Linked DNA regions of Anas platyrhynchos: region 2 is linked to region 1. The links are chromatin contacts, called in public Hi-C maps. All regions are on one chromosome and are shown on one strand. Each heading gives the region's core, a stretch centred on a gene start, on an enhancer-like site or on the middle of the called end of the contact. The rest is flanking DNA. Distances are from core to core; before and after follow the strand shown.

Evidence for each region. A called contact is a pair of places that touch in the nucleus more often than the background predicts.
Region 2: a Hi-C map of subcutaneous adipose tissue shows a contact between it and region 1, with 2.0 times the contacts expected there. The contact joins two enhancer-like sites. A contact is called at or near these places in 3 of 8 Hi-C or Micro-C datasets (liver, skeletal muscle and subcutaneous adipose tissue).

The regions. Positions count from the first base shown.
Region 1 is chr12:12,458,393-12,461,953 of IASCAAS_PekinDuck_T2T, forward strand. It overlaps CNOT1 (CCR4-NOT transcription complex subunit 1), which reads right to left. Exons shown (of 49, transcript XM_072044010.1): 35 at 2,836-3,027; 36 at 968-1,110; 37 at 283-391; 38 at 14-183. Among named protein-coding and RNA genes, the nearest start is that of TRNAK-UUU, 19 kb to the left of the region's middle. Within about 2 kb of position 2,024, at least 1 of the 8 cell types and tissues checked has an H3K27ac peak or open chromatin away from gene starts, as enhancers often do. A contact at or near this core is called in subcutaneous adipose tissue, where this site is marked.
Region 2 is chr12:12,495,933-12,499,493 of IASCAAS_PekinDuck_T2T, forward strand. CNOT1 (CCR4-NOT transcription complex subunit 1) reads right to left here. Exons shown (of 49, transcript XM_072044010.1): 3 at 183-290. Among named protein-coding and RNA genes, the nearest start is that of CNOT1, 8.5 kb to the right of the region's middle. Within about 2 kb of position 1,534, at least 3 of the 8 cell types and tissues checked have an H3K27ac peak or open chromatin away from gene starts, as enhancers often do. A contact at or near this core is called in subcutaneous adipose tissue, where this site is marked.

The DNA of each region.
Region 1 (3,561 bases), core at 774-3,273:
ATTTCAATCTCACCCTTCTGGGGCGTTTCCTCTGGAATGAGCATTAATCCTCATAAGTGTCTCGATCGTGTGGAACAGGTCTGCCTCCGTAACATGCGCGACACTTCTCTCATCCACCAACAGGATCTTTACTAACTGCATGGCGAACGCCACAGCCATGTAGTTCAAGCCGTTCTCCATTGACTGCCAGAAAGAAAAAGGCATTAAGGCTGAAGTTCAACCACAAGTCTTAGGAAGAAGTGACCGTAACTCTTCCCCTCCAAGAATGCACGTTCTCTTTACCTGAGCCAAGTGAAGATCGTACTGCTGCATGTTAACAAGGTGATTGCGGATTAGCAGCTCCACAGCTTCCACGTTGTACTTGTACTCATCCCTGCATTCAATCAGGCACCTGGAAGAATTTGACATCTTTTCACAAGTGTACTCAAACTACAGAGTTTAAGTGAAGCAACTCAAATCTAACACTAGAGAATCTCCACAATCCACTACTCAGCTCCAAAAGAAGCCTCTTCTGGAGGATTATTTAATGTAACATTTCAGTTCACCAACAGTCAAGTCTCAAGCACTTGCTGCCCTGCACTACTGGCCAGAACAGCTCTCCCAGAGCTTCAGTCTATTCAGTGTAAGAAGCTTTTCTTCTGAGCGCAAAGTGGCACAGCTTCTAAAGCACTAGTGCTTCTGCTGCGGGCATACACCATGTCATCTAGTTTGTGACCACATGTAGAGAGGTTCTGTATAAAATGAGGAAAAAACAGAGCACCTCTAATGCTTCACCCTATGAAAGATTCCTGTCATGTTCGAGGAGGAAGCTGCATTAACAAGACCTCTCATTACTTTTAACATTAAACAGATTACTTTTCTGTCTGAGCTGCATCAGTGCAAAATATTAACAAGTGATTCAAAAATAATACAGTAACTCCCAAAAGATGAGGAAAGCTACATCTATTGATGTTGTCTCATAACTGACCTAGTAATCTGTTTATTACACCACGGAGATCCATATGCACGACCGTCCTGCAGAGCCTTCAGCACAAGCAGATGACACTCACGGTAGCGCAGCAGGAGGTCAGCATCTGCCCCGCTGGTGGCATCCAGTAAGCCCTCTACAGCCTAGAACAGATGCAACCTGTTAGCAGAGGAAAAACCAAGTCCGCTTCCAAATCTTACGCAAACCAGATCAGCAGCAACTACCCCCAGAAGATTCGGCAGTTACGTAAAAAGCTAGTTTAGTCATTGCACTGACCCTGCTAATAAAACTGAGATTTTACCAGCTGTTGTGGCATCTCCACGTTCCCTGTACATGGCTGTCCTACCACAAACAAGCCCACGGTCTCCCTATCACCCCCTGGCTTTATATACGCACTCAAGCAGTACAAAAAACCACATCAGTTTGTGCTGCAGCTTCTGCGAGTCAAAGTCAAAGCTGTTCTACACATGGCTCACGGAAAGCCACATGAAAGAGGACATGCAGAACTTGACAGAGGACTCCTTCCAGATTCTTTAGACAAAGAGCTGCAGCGCTCTGATGCACCTGTGGTAATCTATATGAAATGGAAGTCCTTTACAGGGGAAAGCAAATTCATCTCTGTCCAAGTCTTAGTGTTGGTACCTATTTGAAGGATTTAGTCCCGACTAAGTCAGGAACACAGAGCTTCCACTGAAATGGTTTCCAGCTTCCAGTTACTTTTATTTTGCCACTGCTCTTGGATCCTCGTGCAGACAGCTCATTGTCTTTCCACTGTTCTCAAACAGATCTCCCTCCGCATCTGTCACTGTGTTCTGCACTAGTTACTACACAGACTTTGATGCCAGTTCATGTCACAGAGCTCACTGCAACTCTCCCCAGCTGGTAGTTTACTAGCTCTGGCTGGGATGGAGTTGGTTTTCTACAGAGCAGCCTGTATGGTGCTGTGTTTTGGATTTGTTGCTGAAACAGCGTTGACAACAACGTTTTGGCAGTTGCTGAGCAGTCTGTGCAGAGCACCAAGGCTTTCTCTCTCCCACTCTGCACCCCCCAGAGTGAGTAGGCGTGGAGTGCGCAAGAGACTGGAAAGGTACACAGCCAGCAGAGCTGGCAGCAACTGACCAGAGGAATATTCCATGATGTATGACATCATGCTCTAAAATAAAAGCTTAGGGAAAGGATGATTAGGGGGAGACATTCACGGTTATGATGTTTGTCTTCCCAAGCAAGCAGTACGCTTGCTGAGGCCCTGCTTTCCAGGAAGTGGCTAACCATCTGCGTGCTGATGGGATGAAGAGATTTTTTTTTTGCTTTGTTTGTGCGCACAGCTTTTGCTTTCCCTATTAAGCCGTCATTAACTCAGTGCACAAGTCATTTTGCTTTCCCTTTATTTTTTCCCTGTCCCGCAAGAGTGGAGTGAGCAAGCAGCTAGATGAGCACGTACTTAGTTACTGCAAAATACAAAGCAGAAGTGCACTGCTACAAAACCAGTACAACGTTCAATACTACCCACTTACAAGGTAGTTCAAGTAGCAATTCGAGCATCTTACTAGACTCCATCCTGAAATCAGAGACTATTCTTGACTGCAACAGCTCTCTACTTGCTGCATCTGGGCAAAACTCCCCTAAATTCCAGGATGCTGTACCCACTTCTTCCTGCAGCAGCTTGGCCAGAATGCGTATTGTACCAAGAACAACCCAGCCCTCCTCCAGCTTTATTCACTGAATTTCCTAAGAGGGAGGTTGTTTAACACCATTCACCAAGCAAGCTCCGCAGGATGCATGAAGATACGCAGTCACCACAAGTCAATCTACAACCAGTGAGCAATAAACTCGAGGTGAGCTGTAACAGGACAATTGTTAACACTCACCTTCTGCAGCAGCCCAAGCGCAGCGATAGCATCACGGGAGTTACGAGCCACTACTACGGCCTCCAAGAGGCTGCGCAGTGCTTGAGCCTGAGGATTCATGGCCAGGGTATGTGGAATGGACTGCAGGTGTTGCTCCAGTTCTGTCATACACTTGTCATATATTTGTGCCACATCGTCTGTAGCCCAAGCTTGCTGCTTAAGAGAAGGTGGGAATGAGTGATTTTCACAAGGACCGTATTTTGAAACAAACGCTGCTCTTCTCTTCTGTTTCAGAAATCATAGCGCCCAGAGAAAGTAGTTTTCTACAGTAATAGCTGTAGAAATAACTAGGAAACAATTTTAGCAATACTTAAGACTAAGTATGCATTCAAAAACCTGTTTGTAATCTCAAAATCAGTGCTTGCCATACATGACCTTCCCCGAAAGTAACCTGAACTCCGAACAATGCTTTTCACCACTAGTAAAAACTAGAAATAATATCACTAAGTTGAAGATGATGTCCCAGTCTACATTAAAAAAAAAAGTAACAACTACAATGTCCTAATCTACGTTACAAAAAAAAAAACAAAACAACAACAATAACTAAGACTGGGTGTAAGAACAGCTTTACATTACCATTGGTTTAACTTTAAAACACACAAACCTTTCAACCAGTATTCCCAAGCAATACAAATGCCTGACTTTTACTAGCCTTCCATCAAAGGACACAAGTTCTGCAGCGTTCAC
Region 2 (3,561 bases), core at 284-2,783, 37 kb after region 1:
CAATTTTTGCCCTCAGACTAGAGGACTGCTAAGATCTGCTTCCAATTGAAAAGCTGAATGACATAATAGTATTTTGCTTGAAGCTACCATCTTCAACATCCCTTTGTGCTTAATAGGAAAATCTGCAACAGGATTTGATAACAAGCAACACTAACAAGCAGCTGCCTCAGTGCAAACTTTACCTGATGGAAATCTTTGCCACTGCTTTTACCATCGCCACTGAAATCCACGTGCGAGAATAGGCAGCGTAGTAAATGCCTGTCTGCCTCGGGACCGTGCCTGTTCACAATCTGGAAAAAAGCATCCAAAAACAACTTGGTAACAAACAGTCATTACACAGCATGATCTGGGACCAGCACTGTGGACAGAGCAGTGCTCTGAGTGCTTAATACTTGTTGAGTTTCAACAGAATCAAGCATGTTTCTGTTTTAATTAGTAACCTAGAAAACAAGTCATTAAACCTGTTTGCAAATGAAAAGCATAAAAAGATACGGAAAGAATCTAGACAAAAGTCACTTTGAGAGAAGCCGTGCATTTCACAGGTAGGGTTTGTAAACAACCATTAAGAGAGGGGGTTTTCAAGTCACTAGAGGGTGATTTTAAGCTTCTCTGCCACTAAAGCAGCCCAGAATCCACACGGTGCCATGGTCCTGCTTTCCCCCATATTTTTTCCTACCTCTTCTATGCCTCAGTGTGCAAGAGTAGAGCCCTGAGACAGCCTGCATCTGCGTGCCACACCTATGTATCAGGTATTTCTCCCAGACAGGCCACTGCAGGGCACCTTCCTTCAGCTTGCAGACAGCTTCTACCTTGTCTCCTGGTCACGACTGACTGCCACTACTACTCCAGGCACTTTTTAGACAAAAATGAAGTACTATACAGTGTTTCCTGCCATATAAAAATATAATTTCCCATTTGCTCATTAAAAAACTTTAAAATCACATTTCTGGGCCGCAGGCACTCAGCACACGACATTTCCCCTGTCCTTTGAGCTCATTCAGCCAAATTCCGTAGCTCAGTCTAAACAGGTGATTCACATGTGTTAGTTTCAACATCTCTTACTCATTATTAGATCTTTGTAACACCACTCCATTTCTGTTAGCATGCCCTACGATTTGCCTTCAGCTTAACTCCTGGGTACAGCTCAACTCATCAGCTTGCTGCCTGAAGCACCTCCAGGTTTGTTTTGGCCTGTTTCAGCCTGCATTCCTTTAAGCCTCACCTAACTGCACAGCATCACTCATTTTCAGAAGAACATAGAGTGGCAGAAGGTTCAAGTCACTTCATCACCAGCAACTTGCTTGATTTGTCCAAATGACAGCAGCTAACACCAAACCCCACCTCCACCTGTCAGCAAAGTTTGGCCATTGTTTCCACAGCGTGTGGAAGCACGCCCCGGCAGCTCTGCCCTGCGCTGTGACTTCCTCCACCAAGTTCAGGGCTGCACCCTGCCACAAACATCCTTGTCTGCTGGTTGTGCAAAGGGCCAGACAGCGTTGCTTCAGGCTGCATCCGCTTCAGCTCCTCCAAGGGCTCTGCTCGATTCCTCTATCGTTATCTGACCCTGGACTTCCCCTTCCCTCACGGGCTGCTCACTGCAGGGGCTGCCAGGTTTTGTTCTGCTGGAAAGGAACATCCGAGTCAGGATAGCTCTGCATCATGACCAGGGGCTGGAACGTACGCGCTGCTGATACATCAGCCTGGAGCAAACAGCCCCCTTCAGTTAGCTGACAGCACCGTCCTCAACGGCAGCTGCCCCCCAGGATTAAATGGGAAGATGCTCAGAATTTCCTCTTGCATGAATCTAAGTGAAAAGCAAATTCTGAGTGAGCTCAGGCTCCAGAAAACAAGCAATTTGCTTAAACAACTCCAATTAAGCGTGTAGCATGAGACATAGCAACCAGACTGGCACAAAACAGGATCAATCTTCTACGAGCTACTTGGTGCTGTAACCAAGATGAATTCACAAAAGCAGATGGACGCCGAAGAAAGCTGCACACACTGAAGCTATCAACACGACATCTCTGCATCAGAATGAGATTGCTGCCTTGTTTAGGAGCAACTTGTGAAGGTTATGCATCTGAAAATTTAACACGCGGTGAGGGAAAGCGAAGGCTGGAAGTGCAGCGTCTCATTTTTCAACTCTCACTACACTTATTCTGTACTTCTACTCAGAAGTTCTTATTCTGTTTCCTAGAAGAACTGCTAGCTTTGTTGTAGGAAGAGCTGAAGGAAATCTTCGTTTGGCAGCCTTCCTACACACTGCCAAGACAGCGTACCTGTTCATAAAGTCATCCCTGAAGACTGGCTGCCCTGGGAAGAACAGCTGCCACAGCATGCTTGCTGCTAAACACGGAGGGTTACAGCAGAACTCCTGTTTCATGACAGCAGCTCAACAACAGCAGCACGTTACTCTAATAAAGCAGAAGCCTGGCACTTTTTCAGGGAAAGGGTAAAGCATTGTCTGCACCACGCCACGAATCTGAGTCGAGTACACGTTTACTCCCTAGTTAGTTCTGTAGCTTTTATTTCCAACTACATCCACAATATTCCAGGACAACAGCAGCCCTGGAGGTGGCCCTCTGCTTTTAAGAGGCCTTGAGCACGCCAGCACCCAGCCCTTACAAGCAACCTGCCTGCTTCTGGCAGCTGCAAAACTGAGCTCAGTTTTATAGTATAGGCAGCAGGACTGCCAGCGCTCTTCCCCTACCAATTACAGAGGATGAAGCTTGAGTGCTAACACTACTACGCCCTCTAAAAGACTCAGAGGAGCATAGTCTGGTGGCCCAGAGCTGCTACTCCAACATCTCTGCACTGTTTGGGGCAGGGCATCTCATGGCACGGAAGAGGCTGAGGCACCTGATGCCTTCTGGGTGGCCCTGCTGGAGCAGGGTGGCACCGGGTGACACCAGGAGGTCCCTGCCCACCCAGCTGCTCCGTGATGCAGGATAAAGCTCAAACCACCCGTATTCAGATTTAACATACAGGGACAAGTTGGATTTTGTTTAGGCAAACACGGGCTTAGCCCAGAAATAACTCTGCTTTTCAGCTCTGCTCATCTGAACGCAGACGGCTTTGCTTTCCTAGATGAACATCCGCAAAGCCCTTCCCAGCTCTCCACTCGGGCTCTCCTTACCACTAATTCAGGAAAAAGGAAACCACAAAACCCATTTCAGAGGAAGCTGCTCTTTAGAATTCATCCCTCTGACAAATACATACGAGATTCTTTTCTTAAATATATGTTCATTTTTTTTTTAAAGTCTTAAAGCATCACATATGTTAAATGATTACTGGAAGCATGTTAAAGCAAAAATCAGCTGCTCGAGCTTTGCCACAGTTACAGTCACTAGTGATGGATTCAAACGTGTCATTTTGGTCAGAAGAGCAAGCTGGAATAAAGCCAGGAGCTGGAGATCAGAGGCCCTTTTCACTAATCACTTGGGAAAGGAACAGCTCCAAGCATGCCTTTCCAGTCTGTGTGCTTAGACACGAACTTTGTAAAACTGAGTTATGCCAAAAATTTACACCAAGCAGCGCGCTGCGAGACAAAGGCAGTTGAAG